2 separate regions of the Mus musculus genome follow, and region 2 is linked to region 1. A link is a contact called in public promoter capture Hi-C data. All regions are on one chromosome and are shown on one strand. The core of a region is the stretch at or near the end of the contact, and the rest is flanking DNA. Distances in the headings are between cores, read along the strand shown. Region 1 overlaps Cald1 (caldesmon 1). Region 2 holds the start of Stra8 (stimulated by retinoic acid gene 8).

Region 1 (6,571 bases), core at 1,739-4,238:
TTTAAGCTCTGATCCAGTCTGGGCTGGGTTGCTCCATCCCTTGATCACTGCAAGCCATCCATCAAAATCTGTCAACAGCAGTGGCTTTGTAGGAATGAAGAAAAAGTATTTTTCTGAGCTTAGGATAAAACTGAGAACTGTGAGGAAGGTGACAGGAATTTGGACTAGGAAGTGACTGGAAGCCATGAGACATCTCAGTACTTTCTTAGGGACTTAGAAACATTGAGGTGGTGGCCCAGCCACCATTTTTATTTGCATCTGAAATGAAAGAGCCATCCCAGGAGAGCTCGGGCATCTCAGGTTGCTTATTTATGAATATCATCAGAGGAAAACATCTGCTACTTGGATGGTTCAGGCAACAGTTGCTATGTATGGAGAGAACGTGGGGTCACCTCAATTTTAAGTCCTGGTGCTTCTACTAACTAGCCACATAATCTTGGGCAAGGCACAAACTCTCAGCTTGCCTCAGTCTTTTCCAATGTTAAAGGCTGAAGAATGGATCCGGCAGTCTCAGCTAACTTCTGACTAGGTAGATCTCAGTACTTAGGAAAGCCCCCAGAAGAAAGGGTGAGGCTCAGAGAGCTAAAGTCCAGGGCATGATCAGAGGAGTGAGGCTGTTTCTGATGCGCAAAAGAGCAAAACCATTTGCAGAGAAACCCAGCCAGGTTCGGGTGAGCTGTATTCAGGGGGTGGGAGCTGGAAGGAGCAGGGACCCTGGATGTCATGTCTACACTCTTCACTCTGGAGCAGACAATAGTTATTGAAAGTTGGGGGAATACAGAAGGCAATGCGGCTTAGCCGGAGGCTCAGAGTTAGGTTTGCGGATGTCTGATACCCAACTTGGGGTGGTAAGAGTGAAACTGTGGAGAAAGAGATCGCGCAGTGCTCATGAGATCCACACGTGCACATTGATTCCTCCCCAGCTCTTTCGGAAAGGAGTTCCCTCTTGGTTGCAGCACCCTGAACTCTGACCCTTGTGTCTAAACTCTGAGCTATTAATGACCAATAAATCACTTCCGAGATTAATCTGTAGGAAGGGCCAGGGCGAGTTTGAGTATAAAATGACCTTGGATTGTTGTATGGTTAATAATCTGTACCTTCATTGCATAAGCAAATGCATTTTTGTAAATTGTGGAAACTAATAGCAGCTCTCAATGAAAAGGAAACTAATTTTTTTCTGAAAATTTTTTTTCCTGTAAATATAAAGGTTATATTATGAAAATACCTTTACAGACAGAGAAAATACAAATTTCCCCATTCCTCTTCAAGTCTTAAGATATTCTGTGGCCACTTAAAAACCCTAGGCACTGTAGTCATGTCTTAGAATAAATCCTCTGAGGGAGTAAATCCAAATGGAAACTTCTAGCAAACTTAACAGTTTAATGAAGCAGATTTGCTTCAGCAGGAGCACAGACTATGTCCAGAGCAACTTCTAGAATGAGGGAGCTGGAGCTAGATCATCTCCTCCTGGAGTCCCCCCGCCTTCTCTCTGAAACTTGTCTCTCTGGTACCCACTCCTACCCTCTTCCTTTAAACCTTGGGGTTTTGCAGTGATAGTTTCAGGTCAAACAACAGAAGAACGCTTTTCTCATTGTATATATTAAACACTTGGCACATGGTATTTTAAATGCTGGTACCAGGCTTCAAACACACACAAGTTCTGGAAGAATCTAAAGGCATTTTTAAGGTGGTGATAGGAAAGTTGGACAAGTGGGGCTTTAAAATCTCAGGGAAAATAACATTAACTTCAGCAATGGTCACTTCTTCACCTCCACTTTAGATCTGACCCAGGGATACAGATCTCAGAGTCTAATTTTTTTTTTTTAGCATGTTAGTAGAATGAGGGTCAGATGCTCTCTCAAGTTGTCGTTGACCAGTTACCACTCTAGTGGGAGGGGAAAGAAACCAAGACTAGAGATGAGAGAAATTCACAGATATTATGGGATAAAAGTCACAGCATCTCCTCCTTGGTATTCCAATGAGTCACAGGGAGCTGGGATTTTTCCCCCCTCCATTTGTAGATGAAGAAATTGAAATTGGGTGAAGTTAAGAAGCTTGGTTAGCAACAGATAAGCAGCATGGTTATGACTAGATTTTGGGGTCTTCATCTTCTCTTCTGCCTGTCTAAGGGGAATTCTTACTTTTAAAACAAAGAAGAAAAAAAGGTTGCTCAATTATGTAATTTCACTTATAGTTGTTTGACTAGAAATAAATGATATCTTTTTAACAAGAATCTGTCGACAAAAAAGCTAGTTAATGCTTAAGAAAAAAAAATAATTTGATTGAAAAATCCTTTGTTTCAGTGGTCTTGTGCAGACCTGGACTTAATGAATGGCTACCTCTAACTCCCCTTGCTGCAAGAATACAAAAGGACCCAGAGGCAAGCCCATGGCAAATTGCCACTCCAAACAAATTGCTGTCTGTGAGCTCTCACACTTGAATTACCCTTCCAGGATTAAGGCTTGAGACTGTGAAAAATTAAAAATGTTGCCTAAGCCAGGAAATAGCAAATGAATCACAAGTCTCACTAGGAAGCTTAACTCTAGATCTAATCTTCCACTTTGGTGACGTTTAAACTGTGCGTTATCTTTAACAGACCAAATCCCCCCTCTGGCAGGATCTGGAGATGCTATTTTTGTGGTAATTAAAAATTTTTTTTAAATCACATGGCCTGTTCTTTATGTTCAGTTTATGTAGGAGTTGAGACCACTTCAAACATAACTTTTCTTCCCTAGTCAGATGGCTATTTAATATCATGTCATTCGCTGGTTGAAATAAAATAAGTTAATCAGCACAAAAGAAATACATGAACACCCCAAAAAGAATTGAAATGTATCTCTGAGAAATGATTTTTCTTTTCCAAAGCCAGACATCAAAGGCTGCCTCTTGAAGAAAGTTTATTTTGAGAAGCTTCAGTCAAAACAATTTGGAAACTATGAAATGAGTCAGTCTTTCTTAAAGAAATGTAACTTTGTCTGTTCCCTTGCATTTTGGGTTTGGTAGGAGACATCTTTATTCCACGGGGTTTTGAAAGCATGTTTAGGATTCCATAGGTTTAGTATAACATCACTAATGGTTTCTAATGAGATCCAGGCAGTGGCGAGAGGGAGAGAAAAGAACAGCACAAAAGCTGAATTTTACACCACCAAGCACCATGTAAAATGTGGGAAAGGCTCCACACTTTATCTGTTGCCGAGGCCATGTGGAATGGAAGGGGAAAGTTCGCAGGCAATCAACCAGACGTGTGGACAGCACGACACCCAGGGTTTGGCTCTTCAGAATCAGACATCCAAATGGCTGGATTTGTAATGGTGCCTGTGCATATGCAGGGAATGTCAGTATCTAGATATTGTAGTGATCCTACTGGGCTCTTCAGGCTCCAGTTACTTGCTTGGTTCAAGTCTCATAGACGCCTTTCCTCTGGGGAGCATATCTGTGTAGCCATCAGAGGATGAGGCTAAAATAAAATTTCCTCAAGCTTCCAGCATCTCTGGCATTTGCAGGACACTGGATGAGGGGAGAGTTGGAGTGGGTGGCGTCATGCATGGGGGAGTCAGTTTTCTATGGACTCACTTAGCAAATTGCAACTCGAGGCAATCCCACAAGTATTGAGTTCAGAGTCTATACATAGAGTACTACAGTCTGCAGAGAGGGGCAGGCAAACAAAGAGAAAAGAAGACATAATTTCTGCCTCCACTACCATCCAGTCAGGAGCATAGACAAACAGGCAACGGCCTTACAACATGGATAGAGTTGTATGGGGAATGCGAAATCCTCCCAACCTCTTTTCAAACGAAGTAGAACAAATTGTTTGGGGACAGGAAGTGGGAAGATTTGAAAAGGAAATGGTAAAACTCGATGTCTCAGAAACGCAGAATATTTTTACAAGGAAGTCTCAGTGTCTTAAATTATTTACGGTGAGAGTTACCCATACATTCGACAAGTACTGAACTAGCATACAACATTCCGGGACTCTGCTAGGAAAGTTAATATTTTCACATTATTTACCCAATATTTACATAACTTTACATTTCATCGAGTTTCTTCTGAAAAACTTCTGTTTTGACTTTCAACTGCATAATAAAATTGGGTCAGTTCACCATCTGTGTTACTTGTCCTCCGATGGGCAACGGGTTTGACAAGTTACCTGATCAATTCACGTGCAGAAACATGATTCTAAATCTTCTAGGAAGTATCCCTCCATCCTCGTTTCCCCTTATAACTCACCAACAACGCTGGTTGTCACCATAAAACAAAGAGAACTCTACTTCCCTGTGTAAGTAAATACACTTGGGACTGAGCCACTAGCATTAGAAAAGAAAGCTATGGTACCTTATCAAATAGAAAATTCTAAAAACCAAGCACTTCTGACTTGCTTTTAGCACAGATTCTTAGTTTAGCAGGGAGTATGCTCAAGATAATAGAGTGTTGGCTGCAGTCTGGCAGTGTTTCCAAAAAGAATCAGTGTGTGCCATACAGCCAGCTCTGGAGCTTGGTCTGCAATATCCAGCGGATAAACTGCAGTCTATAATTCCCATTTAATCAGGAGGAGAGTTCAGTGCACTGCAACATTCTCATATCTTTTACAAGAATTAATTGCTAGGGTAAACACCATTTCTTTTTACAAAAATATGTAGACACATCTAAAAAAACACAAAGACCATTTATAAAATTACTTATATCCATGTTCAGAAGTAAGTTTTGTTAATATGTGGTGAGTATAATTCTGAATATATAGGAGAATATGTGTAGCTCAAATATCATAAAAAGCATAATATAATATTGGAAACTATTAGTTACCATTATTTAACAAGGAGATTAGAAGTTAAAAATCAGGTAAATGTTTCCGTCTAAAAAGAAATTTTTAAGTGAAAGTGGAAAAATAGAAGAGTTTTTTTGCCGATGTATTATTAGCAGCAGATATTGTCTTTAGATATTATCTGAATTCCTTCAATAGTGTATAGGGTACACATTTCCTCTACTCTTCCTGACTTCCTCATTTAAGCCTCACGATGATAGTATTTTACACTATCAAAGAAAATGCTATAGAGCTGACATTTACCGTCAGAAGTACAATAGTTACTTACGTTTTATATTTAAATCAACTAGTTGTAAAACTAGTCTAAATACAATCTAAAACAATTGGGTTCTAGCCACACAAAAATAGCAAATAGTTTGCATATCATCTCTCCCCTTTCAATGGTCACTGTGGACCCAAATTTCTATTTAAAAATTTCCCCTGGGGAATACAGCCTAATGTTCCGTAGTTATACTAACTAGTCTTCTTTTAAAAATTCGAAAATAGTGAAAATATGAATGTATATTTTGAATTCAGCACACCCTGAAATTTTCCTCCATCCATTGGTATGGCCTGTTCCCCACCCCAGGGGCAAAATCTTTGGGTGATATTGCAAACAAATACAGAACCTCTTTCTAACCGGGCAACTCTGGGATCCTGGTGTTGATGAGGGAATATCTGGTTTTTAAACGAGATTTCTAAAGGTACAAGGTAGGCTATCAGAACACCTCAACCTTCATAGTGGCTCGGGGTAAAGGGCGGGAGGGTGAGCTTGCTTCCCAGTGTATGAGATTTCTTTATCTGTGACATCTGGATATGCTCACCAGCAGATAGGTGTTCATGTTTCTGCCAAGCAATCTAGACTGGAAGCCTTTTGCTCTAGTCTGGGAGATTAAATATGTTCTATTCACCTTTATGTTTTGTTTTTTCGCATTTCTCCCAGGTATCATTGCTCCCCCTCCCCACCCCCACCCGTGGTTATGAGTCTATTGTTTGCATGTGGGTATCTGGTTGCTTTGACGTAGTGTGCACGCACACAGAAGCCAGAGCAGGACATTGGACATTTTCCTCTATCGCTCTCCACCTTATTCCTTTAAGCCAGGGTCTCTCACTGGTTCAGAAGTTCTCCACATTGGCTAGGCTGGCCAGCCGGTGAGCTACAAGGATCTACCTACCTCTGCTCCATGTGCCACTGGGGCTAACAGGCAACCTCTGCCTCATTGGACTTCTTCCTCTAGCCTTTATGCTTACCTCTGCTCCTCCTTTGGCCAAGATGGAACTGGTTTCCCATTTAAACAAATACATTTGGTAGTAAATGGATCCAAAGAAAATCCTAAACACAGATCTTAGGCCCTTACATATGTAGTATCGAGCCCATCCCATCAGACACTGCAGTGTTACAGCAGGGTGCATAGACCACCCACACCAGTATGGGTTGAAACTTGCCTTTTGGATATGCCTTGCAAGTTTGGGATCTCCATCTGTATAGACATGAACTCAACATTCCCTCTGAGTTTTCAGGAAGATCATGTAAATAGAATGGTGAAATAAAGCTGAATAAAGCTGAAATGAGCCAGCTTCCAAGGCACGCCTGAAACTCATCAGATCGACTGTTTCAGCTGGACTACACAGGCTAGTGTGCATTTCCATGATTATCTTAATCCTCTCTTGAAGTTCAGAGGTTTTCTATGCTATCATGGACTATAACTCCATCCTTCATAGTGGCTTCTTGGGTGCTGATGTTTCTAAAGTTGGTGGTGGTGATTTCATTGC
Region 2 (7,401 bases), core at 3,476-5,975, 280 kb before region 1:
TTTCTACCCATCTAGAGCTGGCTTGTTCTCTGTTTCTTTTGCTTTGCTTCGGCTGGCCTCAAATCCAGATCTGCCCACGAGACCCTTGGTGAGGCTCCATCTCACAGGCGTTGCTGGCATTCTTCCAATCATGTGGCAAAATGCAGGCATCTGCAGGTAGATGTGGCTCAGGCCAACACCCTTGTCTGCACTGCCTTTTCAAATTGAAACAAAGAATCCCATTGACAGCCCTGCTAAGACAAAGATCCCAGGTTAGAAGGAACAGCAGAGGTGATTGATGAAGGCAAGGGCAATGAGACTTAAGAGGAAAACACAGAGCAGAGCGTAGAAGAATCAGCATTTTAGTTCTCCCTAACCATACAGAACTGTTTGTATTCCAAGCATTCACTATTTCACCAATTCAGTTCTTAACAGGCACAGTGAGAGGCGACCAATTAGAGATGCACTAAAGAGCCATGGGAACCAATACTGTGCATCTGCTGACTAAGAAAAGAAGAGAGAGATGCTACAGGGGCAGCAAAGTCCCATGCTCACTCGAAGAAACTGGCACGGCCAGAGGACTGAATGTACGCACCCAGATGAGCCAGGATGCAGGGAACTCAGGATGGAGATACCAGTTTGAAGAAAAGTACTGATTTTGTTGTTGCTGTTGTTGTTGTTGTTGTTGTTGCTGTGGTGGTGGTGGTGGTGGTTTTGTTTTCGAGTCTCAAGACTGTACCTTGGCCTATCCTTAAACTCAGGATCCTCCCGTTTTGGCCTCCCAAGTAGTCGAATTAGAGGTTTGTGTTACTATCCCTAACTGAAGATATTTTTCTCTGAGAGAGAATAACGGCTCACCACTGCAATCCCAGTGTTTGGTAGGCAGAGGCAGAAAGATTGCCCAGATTTCCAGGCCAGTCTAGACTAAGAAGCGAGATTCTGTCTCAGAAATTTCCAGACTTGGGTTGGCTACGTAGATCAGCTGGCAGACTGCTTGCCTAGCTAGCGTGGACGAAGCACTGGCTTCAGTCCCCAACGCCACAGAACCAGAAAACCAGGCAGGTGGCGCTTGAGAAGCAGGGTATCCAAAGTTCACGATCATCTTTACCTACACAGCAAGCTCAAGACTGAGCTCACATACATGAGACCACCTCAAACAAACGCATCAACAGCCCCTCTCAAAAACAAACAACCAAAAACCCAAACAAAAACAAAAACAAACCAACAACCCAAAACAAAAAAAAATACCAAAACCACAACCAAAACCAATCATCACCACCAAAAAACAATAAAAAGAAAAAACAAAACCAACTAACAACAACAACAAAAAGAAAAGAAAAAGACAAAGAAAACACCAAGCAAACAAAATAAAGCAAAAGCAACATAAATATGCCATGAATTCATTATTTTGTATGATAAATGAAAAAAAAACAATTAAAACTTAATTACAGGTAGTGTTACCTAGTATATCAAGATTTTACCTAAAATAAAAGACAGAAAAAAAGAAAGAAAAGAGAAATCTAGGTGGTGGATGAGTAAGGTGTTTCAGAGATGATACAACACATGGTCATGCTATGTAAGGAATGGCAGGCCAGCTTCTGGGTGCGTATAAGGCCAGAGTCACATTGCTAGCTCATTTAGCCAGCCATACGACCAAAATGGGCCAAGAATTCTCTAGATCTTAATTTTTCTACCTGTAACGAGGAGGCAAAAAGCCCTTCAGTAGACTGCAAGCTAAATGCTCTCACTTGGCTTGATTACAGTCTCATTATGTAGCCCTGGCTGGCCTTGAACACATGAACCCTTCTGCCTCAGCCTCCTCAGTGCTGGAGTGACTAATGTATACCACTAGGCCAAGGTCTAAAACAGGCTTTTCTCAGTGCTGGAGTGACTAATGTATACCACTAGGCCAAGGTCTAAAACAGGCTTTTCTCAGTGCTGGAGTGACTAATGTATACCACTAGGCCAAGGTCTAAAACAGGCTTTTCTCAGTGCTGGAGTGACTAATGTATACCACTAGGCCAAGGTCTAAAACAGGCTTTTCTCTTGTCCCCTGCCCCTTTTTTGAGACTTGACTTCACTCTGTAGCTCTGGCTGTCCTGGAACTCACCCTGTAGACCAGGATGGCCTCAAACTCACAGAGAACTGCCTGTCTCTGCCTCCCTAGTGCTGGGATTATTAGTGTGTCCGTCACTGCCCAACCCAGACCACATTTTTATAGCCAAAGATATTTTTTCTATACAAACTCCACTTAATACCAACTCGGAACTAACATTTTGTAAAGTTCCCCAAAGCTAGATGTGGTGAAAGACACCTGTCTCGATCCAACAAGCAAAACTAATGGAGAAGCCAACTGAACTAAATTAATTACTTTCTTTTATTTCCCTAGATTAAATAAAAATAAGTGATCTTATTTTTTTCTAGGTTTCAGAAAACTTTCAAAATTTTTAAGTATCTCTGAAAACCCCTTGCATGTGAGCCTTCTTATTAGCAAGTGGTAGGTAGAAAGGAGCAATATGCTGTACTTGGGCTTTCTTCCATTCCTTATGCTTATGATTGTGTAAAAATGATTATGATTATGTAAAAATCCAATATCACTATCAAACATGAAAGAGTTGTGGGTGATATAAATACACATGCTCTAGGAATCCCTGCTCTCTCTCTCTCTCTCTCTCTCCCTCTCTCTCTCTCTCTCTCTCACACACACACACCACACACACACACACACACACACACACACACACACACGGAGTCATGGGTGACCCACACACTCTCTAGAAGTCGTGAGTAAAACACATATCCTCTAGGAGTCGATGGTTGACCCTCTCCCCCACATTCTAGGAGTTGCAGGTGACCCACACAGGCTCTAGGAGTCGTGGGTGATCCACACACACATCCTCTAGGAGTAAGAGGTGACCCACACACATGCGCTCTAGGAGTCGCAGGTGACACACACATGCTCTATAAGTTCCGGGTGGCCCACACATCCTCTAGGAGTCACAAGTGACCCACGCATGTTCTAGGAGTCGTGGGTGACACACACATCCTCTAAGAGTTCCTGGTGGCCCAACACACACATCCTCTAGGGATTGCAGGTGACCCCCACACATTCTCTAGGAGTCCCAGGCACCCCACATATCCTCTAGGAGTCGCAGGTGACCAGCACACATCCTTTAGGAGTCACAAGTGATCCACACACATCCTCGAGGAGTCGGGGTGACCCCCCCCATACTCTAGGAGTCGCAGGTGACATACAGATCCTTTAGGAGCCGTAGGCAACTCCCACACATCATCTAGGAGTCGCTGGTGACCCCCACACGCATCCTCTAGGTGTCGCAAGTGACCCCCCCCCATTCTCTAGGAGTCTCAAGTGACCCGAAGGAGTCGCAAGTGACCCCCCCCCCACACACACACATCCTCTAGGAGTCGCGGGTGATGCACAGATCCTCTAGGAGTCGCTGGTGACCCCCGCCCCATCCTCTAGGAGCTGCAAGTGACCCACACATCCTCTAGGAGTCGCAAGTGAACCACACATCCTCTAGGAGTCGCAAGTGACCCACACATCCTCTAGGAGTCGCAAGTGACCCACACATGCATGCTCTAGGAGTCGAGGAGGACACACAGCACAGATCCTCTAGGAGTCGCAGGTGACTTCCCCCCTGACTCCGCTCTCCACTCCCTTCCCCCCCCCCCCGTTCTCTAGGAGTCTCAAGTGACCCACAAATGCTGTAGGGGTCGCAGCTGACCACCACACGTTTTCTAGGAGTCGCGGGTGATGCACGGATCCTCTAGGAGTCGCAGGTGACCCACACACATCCTCTAGGAGTAGCGGGTAACACCCCCTTCTCTAGGAGTCGTGGTTGATCCACAAGCACAATCTAGCAGTCACTGGTGACTTACACACTCTCTAGGAGTCCCGGGTAACCCCTACACACACGCTCTAGGAGTCCCGGGTGATCCCCACGCACGCTCTAGGAGTCCCGGGTGATCCCCACGCACGCTCTAGGAGTCCCGGGTGATCCCCACGCACGCTCTAGGAGTCCCGGGTGATCCCCACGCAAGCTCTAGGAGTCCCGGGTGATCCCCACGCACGCTCTAGGAGTCCCGGGTGATCCCCACGCACGCTCTAGGAGTCCCGGGTGATCCCCACGCAAGCTCTAGGAGTCCCGGGTGATCCCCACGCACGCTCTAGGAGTCCCGGGTGATCCCCACGCACGCTCTAGGAGTCCCGGGTGATCTCCACGCATGCTCTAGGAGTCCCGGGTGATCCCCACGCAAGCTCTAGGAGTCCCGGGTGATCCCCACGCACGCTCTAGGAGTCGCAGATGACCCTCACACAAGTTCAAGGAGTCACAGGTGATCCACACAGAAGCTCTAGGAGTCGCGGCTGACCCACACACTCTCTGGGAGTTACGGCGATACACATACACACTCTAGGAGTCGCGGCTGACCCTCCCCATACACTCTAGGAGTCACGGGTGACCCACACGCACTTAAGTCGCCGGTGACACACACACACACACACACACACACACATACACACAAACTTGTGCAAACAGATTAAATATCCACTGACAGGGCATGCATTCACAAGCACCCACTTTTACTCTCAGAACACAAACGGTAGGAGAGTACTTACCTTTAAGGCCACCACGGTGAACCATGCACCTTCGACACTTGTGGAACACGCAGGAAACTGCACGAAGCCCTGACGAGTCAGTCACTCACGACTGCCCGTCGCAGAATAAGAAGAGAGGCTCTTGCCTCAGGTAAAAAACTGACCTGGTACCCCAGGCTGCGAACCAATCACAGCCCTGTCACTGCCACCATGACCAATGGGGATGCATGGTGGGGCGCCAATGGGGAGCGTGGACATTGGTGAAAACATTGTAACAACTTGCCACAGGTTGCAAGAGGGTGTGGAAGGAGCAAGATGACCTTTTCACCCCATCCAGGCGGCTAGCGCCAGTTCTTACACCCCTCAACCAGGGCAATGCCACCTATAACTTTCTCTTGAGATATAGAGGAGCCATCTTCAAGGTCCCAGTAGCAGTCCCCTGTTTCAAGGAAAAGAAAGAGAAAAATGAAGATGTGAGAGGGAATAGGTACAAAATAGGAGAGGGGAATAGGGGATTCCCAACTAAAAAAGCAGAGAAGAGAACCTTAAAGGTGGACTTAAAATGCAGAGAAGAAAAGAGAGAGAGAGAGAGGATGTGTTGAGTTGTTTGTAGTAAGCAACAAGTTTTCTCCAGGTTGAGGGACTACAACTCATTTTCCGCCTCAAATCAGATGTGCTATTATCTTTAAACCACTTTTTTCCCTCGCATCTTGAGATATCTGCAATGGTCCTGACACCACCACATCAGTTTGGCACACTACGAGCGCCACCATATCAAACTGGCACACTAGGAGCGCACTCTTGTAGAGAAAGGAAAGCAAGCAAAAGCCCCTTGGAAGGGGAGAGGCTCAGCCTGTGAATAGGAGGGAGGGTGCCTCCTGCAGTCTGACCTGAGGTGAGCTGCTTCACCATCCTCGCCCCCGCCCCTCCACAGAGGTTAAACGGAGGTCACTTGAGGTAGCAGCTGCAGCCACGACTTTGGTAGCACCAGAAGTTGGATTCCAATCCGGGATCTACCTCACGGTGACTGTGACTGGCTAGAAAGGAGCCCCTTTCTAAAGTATGCAACAGGGTACCTTAAATTTGACTCTAGCGAGTCCTGGTGTCATCTTTCAAATGGTTTTGGTAGATTGTGGATTTTAAACAAAATGAAAACTGTTCAGTGGGAATGGTGGATCATAGCTGTAGTCGCAGCAATCAGGTAGCCCAGAAAGAAAAAAAAAATGAAGTTGGTGGCTAACCTGAGCTTAGAAATGAGGCTCTTGCTCCTGACAGAAAACAGATCTGATGCTTAAGGTACAGGAGTGGGGACCAGTGGGGACCCAGTTACCAGCTCCCCTCTAAACTATCAGGGATATGGCTGGCTAAAGGAGCTGGAGCTTTGTAAGACACTGTAGTGAATTGCCAGACCGATACAGAAAAGAGTGCTGAGGACAGGAATGGCAGCAGGGCCTCTCTCAAAGGCTTGTACCAGGTCCAAAGAGCAGCTACACCTTACCCCCTTGGAGGCAAGTTTTAAAAGTATCTTTTTACTTCCACGCTCTGCTTGGGTCATGACCTATCCCTTCTGACTCTCGGGCGGCCTTCGTTGTGGGTTTCCAGGTGGTCCCGGGCCTGCATCTATGGTCCTTCTCCTGGCTCTGCTTAAACCTCTGTACCTGCTGCTGGGGCTACTGGGTGCAGAACGGGTACTGAAACTGTGAACCTTTGTCTTGGAGAGCCTTGTCCTTGACCTGTGAGGAATGTGGAGGTTTGCAAACTTTGACCTCTGACAGGTCTCAGCCTTTAATTTAGTTGCCATTCCCCTGCCTACTTCACACACACACACACACACACACACACACACACACACACACACACACACACACACACATGCGTGCTTCCTTCCATACTTTGACTTCCACAGAAGAAATGTAACTCTTGCAGTAGCCTGGTTTCTTTATTGAAAAAGAGATCTTTAGGCAATTCCTCAGCATCAAGGCCAGTGGCTCTGCTCCTGAATGGTAGGGACTTCCAGGGGTCCTAACAATATCCATATGACCACTATCCTTTGAACTTCATCTCTGCTTCCATGTAACATAGCTCCTGCCCTACCCCCACCCTACAAGGGCTGGAGAGACAGCTCAGAGGCTAGGAGCTCAAATTGTTCTTCCAAAGGATAGGGAACCGAAGGTAGCTCACAACTGCCTGCAACTCCAACTCCAGGGGCGATCCAGTGCTCTGGCCTCTGCATGAAGCTTTAAAAGCCCACCCCCTCCCACGTATGCCCTGTGGCCTATGACCGCATCCCTGCATTGCTGAGCGCTGCCCTGAAATCCTGTGCTTCTTTCCTGGTTTCACCACCCTCCTACTTGATCCAGATACCACCTTCCTGTCAGGAAGGCTTTCAAGATCCCCGTTCTAGACTAACTCAGAGGGCTGCTTCGGTTCAATGTCCTTTGGTCCTGGTTTGTAAGAAAAATTAACATTTCTTCTCACAATTTCATGTGTATGGGTATTTTGCCTGAATTTATGTCTGGCAGATGCCAGAAGAGGGTATCAGATTCCCTGGACAATTGTGAGCCAACATGAAGGGGCCAGCAACTGAACCCAGGTCCTCTGCAAGAGCAGCAAGTGCTCTTAATAGCTGAGCCATCTTTCTCTGATTGGATTTTAGCCATTTCATCTGTTAAAGTGTGGAGGCCTAAAATTAGAGTTCTGGCTCGTGAGTGGATGGGTAAATAACCTTATAGATAGATAAATGGGCAAGTGAATGACTTACTAGGAGATGTGGCTCACATGATTATGAAGGCTGAGAAATCCCA

Evidence for each region. Promoter capture Hi-C pulls out the DNA fragments that hold promoters and counts their contacts.
Region 2: a promoter capture Hi-C map of liver shows a contact between it and region 1, with 2.5 times the contacts expected there. The contact joins the promoter of Stra8 here to the enhancer-like site in region 1. A contact is called at or near these places in 8 of 39 promoter capture datasets (the C10 cell line, embryonic stem cells, frontonasal cranial neural crest and 4 more), 1 of 15 datasets of contacts at CTCF or cohesin (large pre-B cells), 1 of 484 Hi-C or Micro-C datasets (liver) and 1 of 9 other capture datasets (adipose tissue).

Annotation. Positions count from the first base shown.
Region 1 is chr6:34,634,773-34,641,343 of GRCm38.p6, reverse strand. The region is part of intron 1 of Cald1 (caldesmon 1); the gene reads right to left. Among named protein-coding and RNA genes, the nearest start is that of Gm13861, 16 kb to the left of the region's middle. Within about 2 kb of position 2,988, at least 34 of the 459 cell types and tissues checked have an H3K27ac peak or open chromatin away from gene starts, as enhancers often do.
Region 2 is chr6:34,918,272-34,925,672 of GRCm38.p6, reverse strand. It overlaps Stra8 (stimulated by retinoic acid gene 8), which reads right to left and starts at 4,725. Exons shown (of 9, transcript NM_009292.2): 1 at 4,619-4,725.